2 separate regions of the Pan troglodytes genome follow, and region 1 is linked to region 2. Evidence: chromatin contacts called from public Hi-C data. All regions are on one chromosome and are shown on one strand. Each heading gives the region's core, a stretch centred on a gene start, on an enhancer-like site or on the middle of the called end of the contact. The rest is flanking DNA. Distances are from core to core; before and after follow the strand shown.

The links. A called contact is a pair of places that touch in the nucleus more often than the background predicts.
Region 1: a contact with region 2 is called in a Hi-C map of stem cell-derived neural progenitor cells, with 7 times the contacts expected there. The contact joins the promoter of SOCS1 here to the enhancer-like site in region 2. A contact is called at or near these places in 5 of 7 Hi-C or Micro-C datasets (blood, induced pluripotent stem cells, a lymphoblastoid cell line and 1 more), 1 of 1 datasets of contacts at active chromatin or transcription factors (stem cell-derived excitatory neurons) and 1 of 1 other capture datasets (stem cell-derived neural stem cells).

What each region holds. Positions count from the first base shown.
Region 1 is chr18:13,900,906-13,905,985 of NHGRI_mPanTro3-v2.0_pri, reverse strand. It overlaps SOCS1 (suppressor of cytokine signaling 1), which reads left to right and starts at 2,108. Exons shown (of 2, transcript XM_016929424.3): 1 at 2,108-2,248; 2 at 2,799-5,080. The coding sequence starts at 2,849. The coding sequence ends at 3,484. The region is part of intron 1 of LOC129137279 (a long non-coding RNA gene); the gene reads right to left.
Region 2 is chr18:13,626,488-13,632,020 of NHGRI_mPanTro3-v2.0_pri, reverse strand. CLEC16A (C-type lectin domain containing 16A) reads right to left here. Exons shown (of 24, transcript XM_063796660.1): 8 at 3,654-3,707; 9 at 42-155. Among named protein-coding and RNA genes, the nearest start is that of CLEC16A, 36 kb to the right of the region's middle. Within about 2 kb of position 2,465, at least 8 of the 24 cell types and tissues checked have an H3K27ac peak or open chromatin away from gene starts, as enhancers often do. A contact at or near this core is called in induced pluripotent stem cells, stem cell-derived neural progenitor cells and stem cell-derived neural stem cells, where this site is marked.

The DNA.
Region 1 (5,080 bases), core at 859-3,358, 270 kb before region 2:
TATTAGACACTACGGGCTGTTTTAAGCACCTGACCCATAATCACTCATTTAATTCCCACACAACCCCGGGATGGAGGTACTATTTATTTTTCTTTTTGAGACAGGGTCTTACTCTGTTGCCCAGGCTGGAGTGCACTGACAAAATCGTGGCTCACTGCAGCCTTGACCTCCTGGACTCAAGCAATCCTCCTGCTTCAGCCTCCCAAGTAGCTGGGACTGCAGGTGCAAACCACTACGCCTGGCTGATTTTTGTACTATTTTTTTTTTTTTTTTGTAGAGAGGGGGTCTCACTTTGTTGCCCAGGCTGTTCTCAAACCCCTGGGCTCAAGCAATCCTCCTGTCTTGGCCTTCCAAGTGCTGGGATTATAGGCATGAGCTACTGCGCCCTGCTAGAGGTACTATTATTATCCCCATTTCACAGATAAAGAAACCATGGCAGAGAGGTTAATTACATGCTCAAGGTCACAAGAATAGAAAGGTGCAGATTTGGAACTGGGTCTCCTTGTATTCCATCACCCTCCACAGAGTGTGGCCTCCAGCACATGTTCAGTGGACATCTCTCGAATGACCACACACCTGACCTCTGGTGCAGGCAAGGTTCTGCATCTTCTCTCACCCCCTCACGCACGCGCACGCACACACACGCACAACCTAGGAGGCTACATCAATGACCACCACCAGCCCTGGCCACATGCAGATTCAGGGCATTGATGGGGTGCTAAGCCGGGCTGATTCTGGGCCACTCCCTGTGTTCAGGAGGTTAATAAGGACCTAGGCTCTGCCTGGGGAAGGAGGCATCGTGGGGCCAGGGAGGCGGGAAGGGACTGGGCACCAGGGCTTCCAGGAGAGAAGCCGTCTGAGAGCTGTCTGTAGAGGGCAGTGTGTCCCAGTGTGAGGCCAGTAACCAAGTGCCCAACCTAGCCAGGTTTTTATGTGGCCCCTTGTGATGCTGGGGCTCCTCACATGCCTTCATTCAAAAATACACGGAGCAGCCAGGCACCTACTCCATGGCCTTGCACGACAATCGGAATCACTAAATCACAAACACGTGTGCAAATTACAGCCCTGACCACCGACCGCTCACCATCCCAAGCCCCGGCCGTGTGTGTGGTGGGAAGGCAGTCTTTGAAGGGCAGATGCCTGACGGAGCAGTAGGAGGGGGAAATCTATGAGGAAGGGGTCGGGGGAGAGGAGGGCTAGGAAACCAGGTTTGGGGATTCATCACGTCTGAGAATGCACCATTTTTTCACTGGGCTCCAATTTGATGTCGTCCAGCTGCACCTCTCCCCAAAATGAAGACGGGGAAGGCGAGATCCAGGTCCAGAGCTCCCAATCTGCAAGCCATTGCAAATCCCAGCCCCTCCCCAGCCTCAGTTTCTTCCGCAGCCGGGTAGTGGGAGCGCAGGGAGGGCAGTCGAGGCCACCAGGGACCTTGCCCGGCCCCGCCCAGTTTCCGAGGAACTGGGCCGGGGTGGAGGCGACCGCGCCGCCAGGGGTTCCTCTGAAGCCTGTGGTCAGGCCGCCGCTTCCTGGGAAGCCCGAGCCAAGATCAGAGACCGCGGCCGGCCGGGGCTTCGGGACAGCAGGGCGGGCGACTGAGGGCGTCGACGGCGGGTGGAGCAGGGGCTAGGAGGGGGTCTACGGGTGGGGTCAGGCTCAGGGTTGGGGACACCTTCTGTGGCCTCCTAGGGGGATCTGGCTGCAGGGGAGGAGAGGACAGGGCTCTGCCCCCGGCGGGTGTGGAGACAGCTGGGGCGGAGGAGGGTGTGTCAGGGCGCGTCCCAAGAGGGCCTGGCGGCAGAAAGTGGAACCGGAGGTAGCGGGGCAAAATCGGGGTCGCCAAGTCCGAAGGAGAGGTCCGAGAAGTGGCCGGAAGGCGCAGGGTCGGGGCCAGAGCCCCTCGAGAGGCGGGTGCTGGGGCAGGTGCGAACAGGCGGGCAGAGGGCCCCGCGGGAGGGTCCACAAGAGAGGGAAACAGGGCCGAAGCGGTCCTCGCCGGACGCCACCGCGGAAAGAGAAACCAAAAGTGGAGCTGGGGGCGGGGCCGGCAGGGGCGGGGCCTCCCGCCGTCGCTAGCCCCGCCTCCAAGCCGGTTTAAAAGACTGGCGCAGGGGCGGGCGCCGAGCAGAGCGAGCTGCGGCCGTGGCAGCTGCGCGGCTCCTGGCCCCGGAGCATGCGCGAGAGCCGCCCCGGAGCGCCCCGGAGCCCCCCGCCGTCCCGCCCGCGGCGTCCCGCGCCCCGCCGCCAGGTGAGCCGGGCCCTGGGCAAGGAGGCGGGAGGGAGGAGGGAGGGGAGTCCAGGGCAGCCAGGAGTCGGGCGGGCCTCGGGGGCTGCAGGATGGGGTCGCGGCCGCGATGCCCCTGACCCTCGCCGGCCCCACCCAGGCCGCCCCCCGCGCGCGGGGCTCCCGCAGCACAGCCTTTCTCCGGCCCTAGCCCAAATCGCCCAGACCAGGCGCGGATCCCAGCCTGGCCAGCAGGCGGCGGGCGCGGGGCGGCGAGCCGGGGCCGGACGGCTGGAGCCAGAGCCGGCTGCTCTCCACGCCCCCCTCTCGGTGCTGCCCGGAGGCCGGACTCCGCCTCCACCGAGCCCCCACCCGCCGGGAAGAGCTCCGCGGAGTACAGAGCCCATTTTCCAGCTGTGTCCACTGAGGCTGAACGGATCCGCGCGGACTTGGTGCTCCGTGCTCGCCCCCTAGGGCCGGGTCCGCCGGGAGCGCCGCCCTCCGGAGTTGTCCGGCCGGCGCACACCTGCCCGGCCCCGCAGCGCCCCAGCTCACCGCTTTGTCTCTCCCGCAGCGCACCCCCGGACGCTATGGCCCACCCCTCCGGCTGGCCCCTTCTGTAGGATGGTAGCACACAACCAGGTGGCAGCCGACAATGCAGTCTCCACAGCAGCAGAGCCCCGACGGCGGCCAGAACCTTCCTCCTCTTCCTCCTCCTCGTCCGCGGCCCCCGCGCGCCCGCGGCCGTGCCCCGCGGTCCCGGCCCCGGCCCCCGGCGACACGCACTTCCGCACATTCCGTTCGCACGCCGATTACCGGCGCATCACACGCGCCAGCGCGCTCCTGGACGCCTGCGGATTCTACTGGGGGCCCCTGAGCGTGCACGGGGCGCACGAGCGGCTGCGCGCCGAGCCCGTGGGCACCTTCCTGGTGCGCGACAGCCGCCAGCGGAACTGCTTCTTCGCCCTTAGCGTGAAGATGGCCTCGGGACCCACGAGCATCCGCGTGCACTTTCAGGCCGGGCGCTTTCACCTGGATGGCAGCCGCGAGAGCTTCGACTGCCTCTTCGAGCTGCTGGAGCACTACGTGGCGGCGCCGCGCCGCATGCTGGGGGCCCCGCTGCGCCAGCGCCGCGTGCGGCCGCTGCAGGAGCTGTGCCGCCAGCGCATCGTGGCTACCGTGGGCCGCGAGAACCTGGCTCGCATCCCCCTCAACCCCGTCCTCCGCGACTACCTGAGCTCCTTCCCCTTCCAGATTTGACCGGCAGCGCCCGCCGTGCACGCAGCATTAACTGGGATGCCGTGTTATTTTCTGTTATTACTTGCCTGGAACCATGTGGGTACCCTCCCCGGCCTGGGTTGGAGGGAGCGGATGGGTGTAGGGGCGAGGCGCCTCCCGCCCTCGGCTGGAGACGAGGCCGCAGACCCCTTCTCACCTCTTGAGGGGGTCCTCCCCCTCCTGGTGCTCCCTCTGGGTCCCCCTGGTTGTTGTAGCAGCTTAACTTAACTGTATCTGGAGCCAGGACCTGAACTCGCACCTCCTACCTCTTCATGTTTACATATACCCAGTATCTTTGCACAAACCAGGGGTTGGGGGAGGGTCTCTGGCTTTATTTTTCTGCTGTGCAGAATCCTATTTTATATTTTTAAAGTCAGTTTAGGTAATAAACTTTATTATGAAAGTTTTTTTTTTTAAAAAAAAAAATAAGTTTTCTAGCGAGTGTGCTTTGGCCAAAAGTTTAACTTGGTTCTGAACAGGCCCAGGGGAGAGGGTCCTAAGGCTGACCTGCTGGGCTGCAGGTGGTGTACGGGGCCTGCTCTGTGGCTGGGCATCCCTCACGGTTCCACCCACAACTCTCCAGGGAGAGAAACGGTTGGTCTAGTTTTGGCGTGTGTCCGGTAAGACAGCAGCTCGCGTTTGAGCACTTTGTGCGTGCCAGCCCTAATTCTGTGCTTTGCATACTTAAATTTACTTAATCCTATAAAGAGAGGCACAACCCTGTGAGGCACGGGCTCTTATTTCCATTCTACAGAAGGGAAAACTGAGTAAATCTGCCTGTGGCCATTCCTGTCAAAGACAACACTTGGGCCTTTTTTTGGCTGTCCACTAAGCATCTGCTTGAAATGGATAACAGAGAGGAAACTTCTTTGGTTCTATGACCACAACAGCTTCCAGGAAGGGGTGGGGGTGGGGGCTTAGTGAGTTTTTGGACAGAGGAGTGGCACATTCTGAACCAGCATCAAGGGATACTCAGTTGAGATGAGATGGGGGATACAGGGCTGGGTCTAGCTTCCTTCTTCTCACCCTGCTCTGTCTTGTGTACTTTTTGGTGAACACACAACTTGGAGCCAGAAGGAGACTGTGTGGTCTGTGGTGGCGGGAGGGTGCTGCTGGCGGCTAGGGCAATTCCCCTTGCCTCCCTGGGCCTCCACCTTTCTAAGGGCAACTTTCTGCGCATCATAGAGGAGGTTGATGTTTTCAGGAGCCAGGGAAGGGAAGAGTGGCTCCAGGACGTTTGTGGGGCTGGCCCACAGCACCAGAAAGTGTCCAGGACCTGGGTTTCTGGCAACTTCTGTGTCTTTGGCCAGCCTGACACATGGGCCATGGTGGTAACTTGAGGGTTGTACTCAACACATGGTGAACTGAGTCATTTTCAGGTTTAGGGTTAAGCAGCCTGGTGGACACGTCATACTTCATCTTTAGAAGATAGAGTGGCCCTCTTCAGCCTTGGAGACACACATAATAGTGTTCTAATGCTTAATAATACCTTTCAGACTTGCAAGTACAACATAAAATTAACTTGATGGTCAGAGAGTCAGAGTAGCCCAGGCCTGTCTTGGGGATTAAGTAGGCTCC
Region 2 (5,533 bases), core at 1,216-3,715:
ATGGTTTCCTATTTAGGTCAGTCCCGAAGCTAATGACTTACAGAACTTCTCTGAATATCCTGTTCAGTCTTAGCGTACATCTCAGACAGATCACCATTCAGAATGACTTCAGCTAACGAGTTCACCAGCGGTGCATGATGTATAATTAAGAAGACCTGGCGGAAAAAAAAGAAACGGGATTTGCATGAAAGTGTGCGGTATTTTCAACCTCTTGATTCCTGGATCAGAAGCGACCAGGCTGGGCTACCTAAGTCCTGTATTAAGCAGCAATTCCTACGATGCAAAATTCAAAGAATGAGCCACAGGAAGCAGGACTCGGTTCCACTCTTGTAAGGTCAGTCTCTCCTTCAGACTGTTGCCTATTTGGCTGGCTGCTCTTCCTCGGAAGGAAGTGCATTAATGCGAGACTGTCCCTCATGGCTGGGTGAAGCCAAATCCGGCTGAAGTGGAGCAATGCGGGAAAGAACAGCCAAACCAGCATACTCCTTCCTTTCCATGGGCATTTTAGTGTCAAATTTGATTATGAGAAGACTAGAAGGCACTGTCCCAATACTTTAGTGATACAAGAAGAAGGGGCCGGAGAGTTTTGTTCCAATCAAGGACTTGGCAGAGGGTTGGCTACACAGAGATTCCATCACGGGAAGGAGCTCTGACCCTGTGGTGGGTTTTAGCACACGGGGATTCCACAGCATCGTCAGGAGGTATGTGAACTACGGGGCTGAAAATCACACGAGACAGAGGCAAACCCAGGTGGGCCAGGATGCAAAATCAGAGGGCTGGCTCTGGGCTAAGCTGGCCCTGCTCCCACATCTGTTGCCCAATGTTCAGAGGACCAGCTTTAAGAATCAGGGTATTCAAAACTGTCTTGCAAAGCTGGCCTAGACATGCCTGCTATTTTGTTTTAAAATGTAAAGGCAAGAGGGTGTAGCACAGGGTGTGGCTTATCTACCATTTGCATATAAAAGCGTGTGCATGTTTGTATTTGCTTATTTACACATGCATAGGCCAGGGTTTCTCAATCTTGGCACTGCTGACACTTTGGGCTGTAACTGAGTATGGAGGGAGGCTGTCCCAGACACTGCAGGCTGGTTAGCAGCATCCCTGACCTCTACCCACTAGATGTCAGTAGCACCCCAGCCTCAGTCATGACAACTGAATGCATCTCCCCAGACATTGCCAGGTATCCCCTGAGGGGCAAAATCGCCCCTAGTTGAGAACCCCTGACAGAAGTCTCTGTTAGGACATACGAGAACCCTGTAACCCTAATTGTCTCTGGGGATAGAAGTCAGGAGCCTGAACAAAACTAGAACAGAAACCCGGTTTTTACATGTTTGAACTTTTTAACTTTAAAAAACGTTGTTTAAAAAAAAATTATTTTTTAAAAAGTGAAGGCAAAAATCAACACAGGCTGCCTCTGGGGAGTGCAGTTGGGTGCTCAGGGTATAGAGTGAGAGAGAGACTTTTCACATGCCATGTTTTGTACTGTTTGAACAAGGGGAATATATTATTCTAACAAATACATAGAATTCAAATTAGATAAAAGGTACAGGCAGAATGGCCATGTGGCACCTCCCTATAAAAAATTGCATCTTTTAAAAAAATACTGGGAACCTTTTCTATCACAGAGAACACATAGTATGATTCAATGAGTTAACCCATGTCCAAGGCTTGGCAGGCCCTTAAATGTTAGCAATGATGATTTTTCTCACCTTCCTTATGGCCGAATTACTGCCACACATCACTCTACCAACAACACAAAACACCAATCACTGTGGTCATTCATTCTCAAATATCTGTTACGTACCTTGAATGAATGCGGCCTTAACTGATCATTTATTCCTTCTTTTCAGTCCACAAGCATTCAGTGAGCACCTACAAAGGCCCCCCTGAACAAAGCAACCAATTCCTGCCTGTGGACACACACAGTGCTCATTTCCCTGGCTCTGAACCCAAAAAAGAGGGAGGGTGAGTAACTGTAAGGTACGTGGAAGCACGTGCAGGCCAGACTCAAAAAGCTGGGCCCAGCTGCCTACACCACACTCTGTTAGCAGTATGGTTTTAGGAGGACAGCATCACCTGTCACACCAAATTAACGTCATCCATAAAAATTTTCATGGTTTTCTAGCTATGCTTGTAAAATAATTTGCAAGTATGCAATGATTTTATATTGAGGTAGGGGCTTTCAGGACACAGGATTTATACCTGATTTTAGGTTTTTCACACATTTAGGTCACATTTTCATTAAGCTAAATGAAAATGCAGGGGGAAACAGGGCTTCAGGTTGTTTATCTTTAAAAGGGATGTATTACTCAAGTTTGAGGAACAATGAATTACAAGCTATGTTTTCTGTGAGATACTGAAACAAGTAATTGGGTGCATGGGCTACTGGTCCTTTACAAAGCAAACCGGTGAGGGAGGAGTCTCAGAGAAAAGGCCTAACTCTCTCCACTGACGTTCCCGCTGTGGGCAGTTGGCGGCCATGCTCTCTGGAGGAGACCCTGCCCGGGCAATGCTCCAACAGCTGAAGGGTCCTGAGGATGCTTTCCATATGATTCCTGGGGCTGAGAACTGGCTTGCTTGGGTCCTGTTGGACTCTCAGAATCCCAAGCAGGAGATGCCGGCAGACTTGGAAAGAGGCAGCAGAAAAAAGCTGCCAGGAGAGGCTGGGGTTTGTGCTCAGCGCCGTCGTACAGAGCGGCATTCAGACAAACTTGGCCCCATGCAGAGCTCTGAGCAAACAGCCCCAGAATAGGACTCTGGGCTGTGAGTGATGGTCAGGACATGTCCGGATTGGCCTACCTGCCGGGGAGGAGGTGGCCTCTGAACCTCTCCTCTTGGGCCAAAAAGACAAAGCCCCGCCCCAAATTCAAAACAGCTGGGGATCAAGTCAGAAGGACAGTTCCTCATCAAAGCAAATAAATACCTGTGCCATTGCAAAAGCGGAAACAGAGTTCTGGGTAAATGCTGGACTACTTAATAGTCTAATGAGATGCCCTGAGAGTCTGGACTGCTTGTAATAAAAATATTTTTAAAGTTATGTAACTGGGTCGCCATGGAGTTTTTCCCTTCTTGTAAATATTACGTAATTACATGAAGGAAACACACTTGTTGAAGGAGGGGAGGGAGAAAAATTGGCTCAAGACACAAATCTGAGAGCTAAGGTTGCTACAAGATTCCTTCCACACGGTAATCTGGGAACTAGAACCGCGATAAAGCCCTTTAACAATAGACTCATTTCAGGAAGTTTGTTACACCAAGGTTGCTGTGTGTATGCACGCTGTGGGTTCTGCAGTGTGGGGCTTCATTCAAAGCTGCAAGAGTAAAAGCGATGCAGCCCACATTTCCAGGGCATTTCAAGCACTCCTCAGTTGTTTTGGAAACCTCAGTCTTCATGGTAAAAATCAACTACACAAGTTAGGTTTGGTTTATTTTTCATTTCTCTTTGGATTTCCATCTCCTACCATGAAAAAGATACACACTACCTCTATTTAGTACCTGGAAAACAGAAAGCCCCTTCTGTTTTGCTGTTATTTTACTCCAGCATGGGGGGGACAGAGAAGATGGGGTGATAAGGCCTGGGGATTTTCTTCAAGGCAGTGGCACGCCAAGGGACCCCAAATGTAGTGGGGACATTGGTGAATGATCAAGCATACCTGTGACAGAAGATAAAGAGACACCGGCAGGCTAATTTTCGGCCGTTCTCCTCCCTAGTGCGGGGTGGCAGGAGAGAGAGAGAGAGATCAGGTCACACAAGCAAGCAGCACAAAATACACAAAGCCAAAAGCCTTCTGTGTGAACAAAGGCGTCCTGTCCCACTGACTTCCTCCACGGCCCTAGGGCTGTCCTTTCTTGGTGCTACTCAAAAGTCCACTCCGCAAAATCCCACTCAATACTGTTTGCAAGGACACTATTTTTCCATCTGAGAAACCTTTCACCGTTACTCACGGATGAGAGGCTGACCCACGAGAACTTGCTCCTTAAGTTACCAAGCACGTTCATTTGTACCAGCTGGGGCACTGGACGCCCTGGCAGGAGAGGCCTCCAGGAGGCCTGTTCTTGGGAAGTTATTTTCAAAGCATGGGGGAGGAGGTTTAGGGCACTCTGGCCTTGGAAAAGCCCCTCGTTTATACTGAATTTCAAGATGCTCCATTTCACACCCACCCTGTTAGAGAAGAATCGTTAGGCCCTCATTTTGCAGCCGAAGAAACGGGCTCAGGTTAACTGCTTTAGGTCACAGAGTTAGGAAAGGGAAGAGGCAGAATTTGAATGCAGGTCTGAAAACTCCAATTCTCATACTTTGTCTCTGCCTCCCAGAGCTGCCTCTGGTAAAGCTAAGGCGCTTATTCACTTTTATAGTCTTCTCACACACACACTCTGTCTCTGTCTCTCTCAGGAAATAAGAGGAAAGGAAAGGAAAAGCAGCGTGCTTTGAAAGGAATCTCCCTCCGGCTCAAAGCCTCAGTCCTGGCCGGGCACGGTGGCTCATGCCTGTAATCCCAGCACTTTGGGAGGCCGAGGCAGGCGTATCACCTGAGATCAGGAGTTTGAGACCAGCCCGGCCAACATGGTGAAACCCCGTTTCTACTAAAAATACACTTTATTTTATTTACTCATCTGTAGTGAGAATCCTGAAAACTCCATCCCCTTGGAGCACCTCTGCATGGTGACCAGCTGGCTCTGTCCTGCCTCCTGCTGAGGCCCTTTTACCTCCGGAGGAACTGCACAGAGGCCTCCCCTCCAGAAGCAGCATTCCTCACAGGGGGGCCCTGAGAACCAGCAGCACAGAATCAGAATCACCTGAGGGATAGGTGAGACATGCAGATTCCTGGTCCTGAGGCCCTGCATGTTACCAGCCGTCATCCCCACAGGCCTCTGGGGCCTGCTAACAGTGGACAGTCACCACCCTGGGACCGTTCCCTGAGTGTGCTCCATCCCTTCCCTCCATGCTGCGCAAGTTCTGTCGCTGTCTGTATCTTCTCCAAATCAGTGGGTTCTGGCAACTACCAGGAAAAGTTACTGGGGAGGAGAACACTTCAGGGAAGGATGCACAGAAACCAAAACCCTACATTTGTAGATGTTTCCTGTTTCCTCCTGATGTCGGTAATCTTTTCCCATTCACTTTTATAGTCTTCTCACACACACACTCTGTCTCTGTCTCAGGAAATAAGAGGAAAGGAAAGGAAAGGAAAGCCAGTGTGCTTTGAAAGGAATCTCCCTTGGGCTCAAAACCTCAGTTCTGGCCATAATCCCAGCACTTTGGAAGGCCCAGGCAGGTGTATCACCTGAGGTCAGGAGTTTGAGACCAGCCTGACCAACATGGTGAAATGCCGCCGTCTCTTCCAAAAAGTACAAAAATTAGTCAGGCGTGGTGGCATGCACCTGTAATCCCAGCTACTCGGGAGGCTGAGGCAGGAGAATTACTTGAATTCAGGAGGCGGAGGTTGCAGTGAGCCAAGATCGCACCACTGCACTCCAGCCTGGGTAAAAGAGCAAAACTCCGTCTTTTAAAAATAAACAAACAAAAAAAAACCTC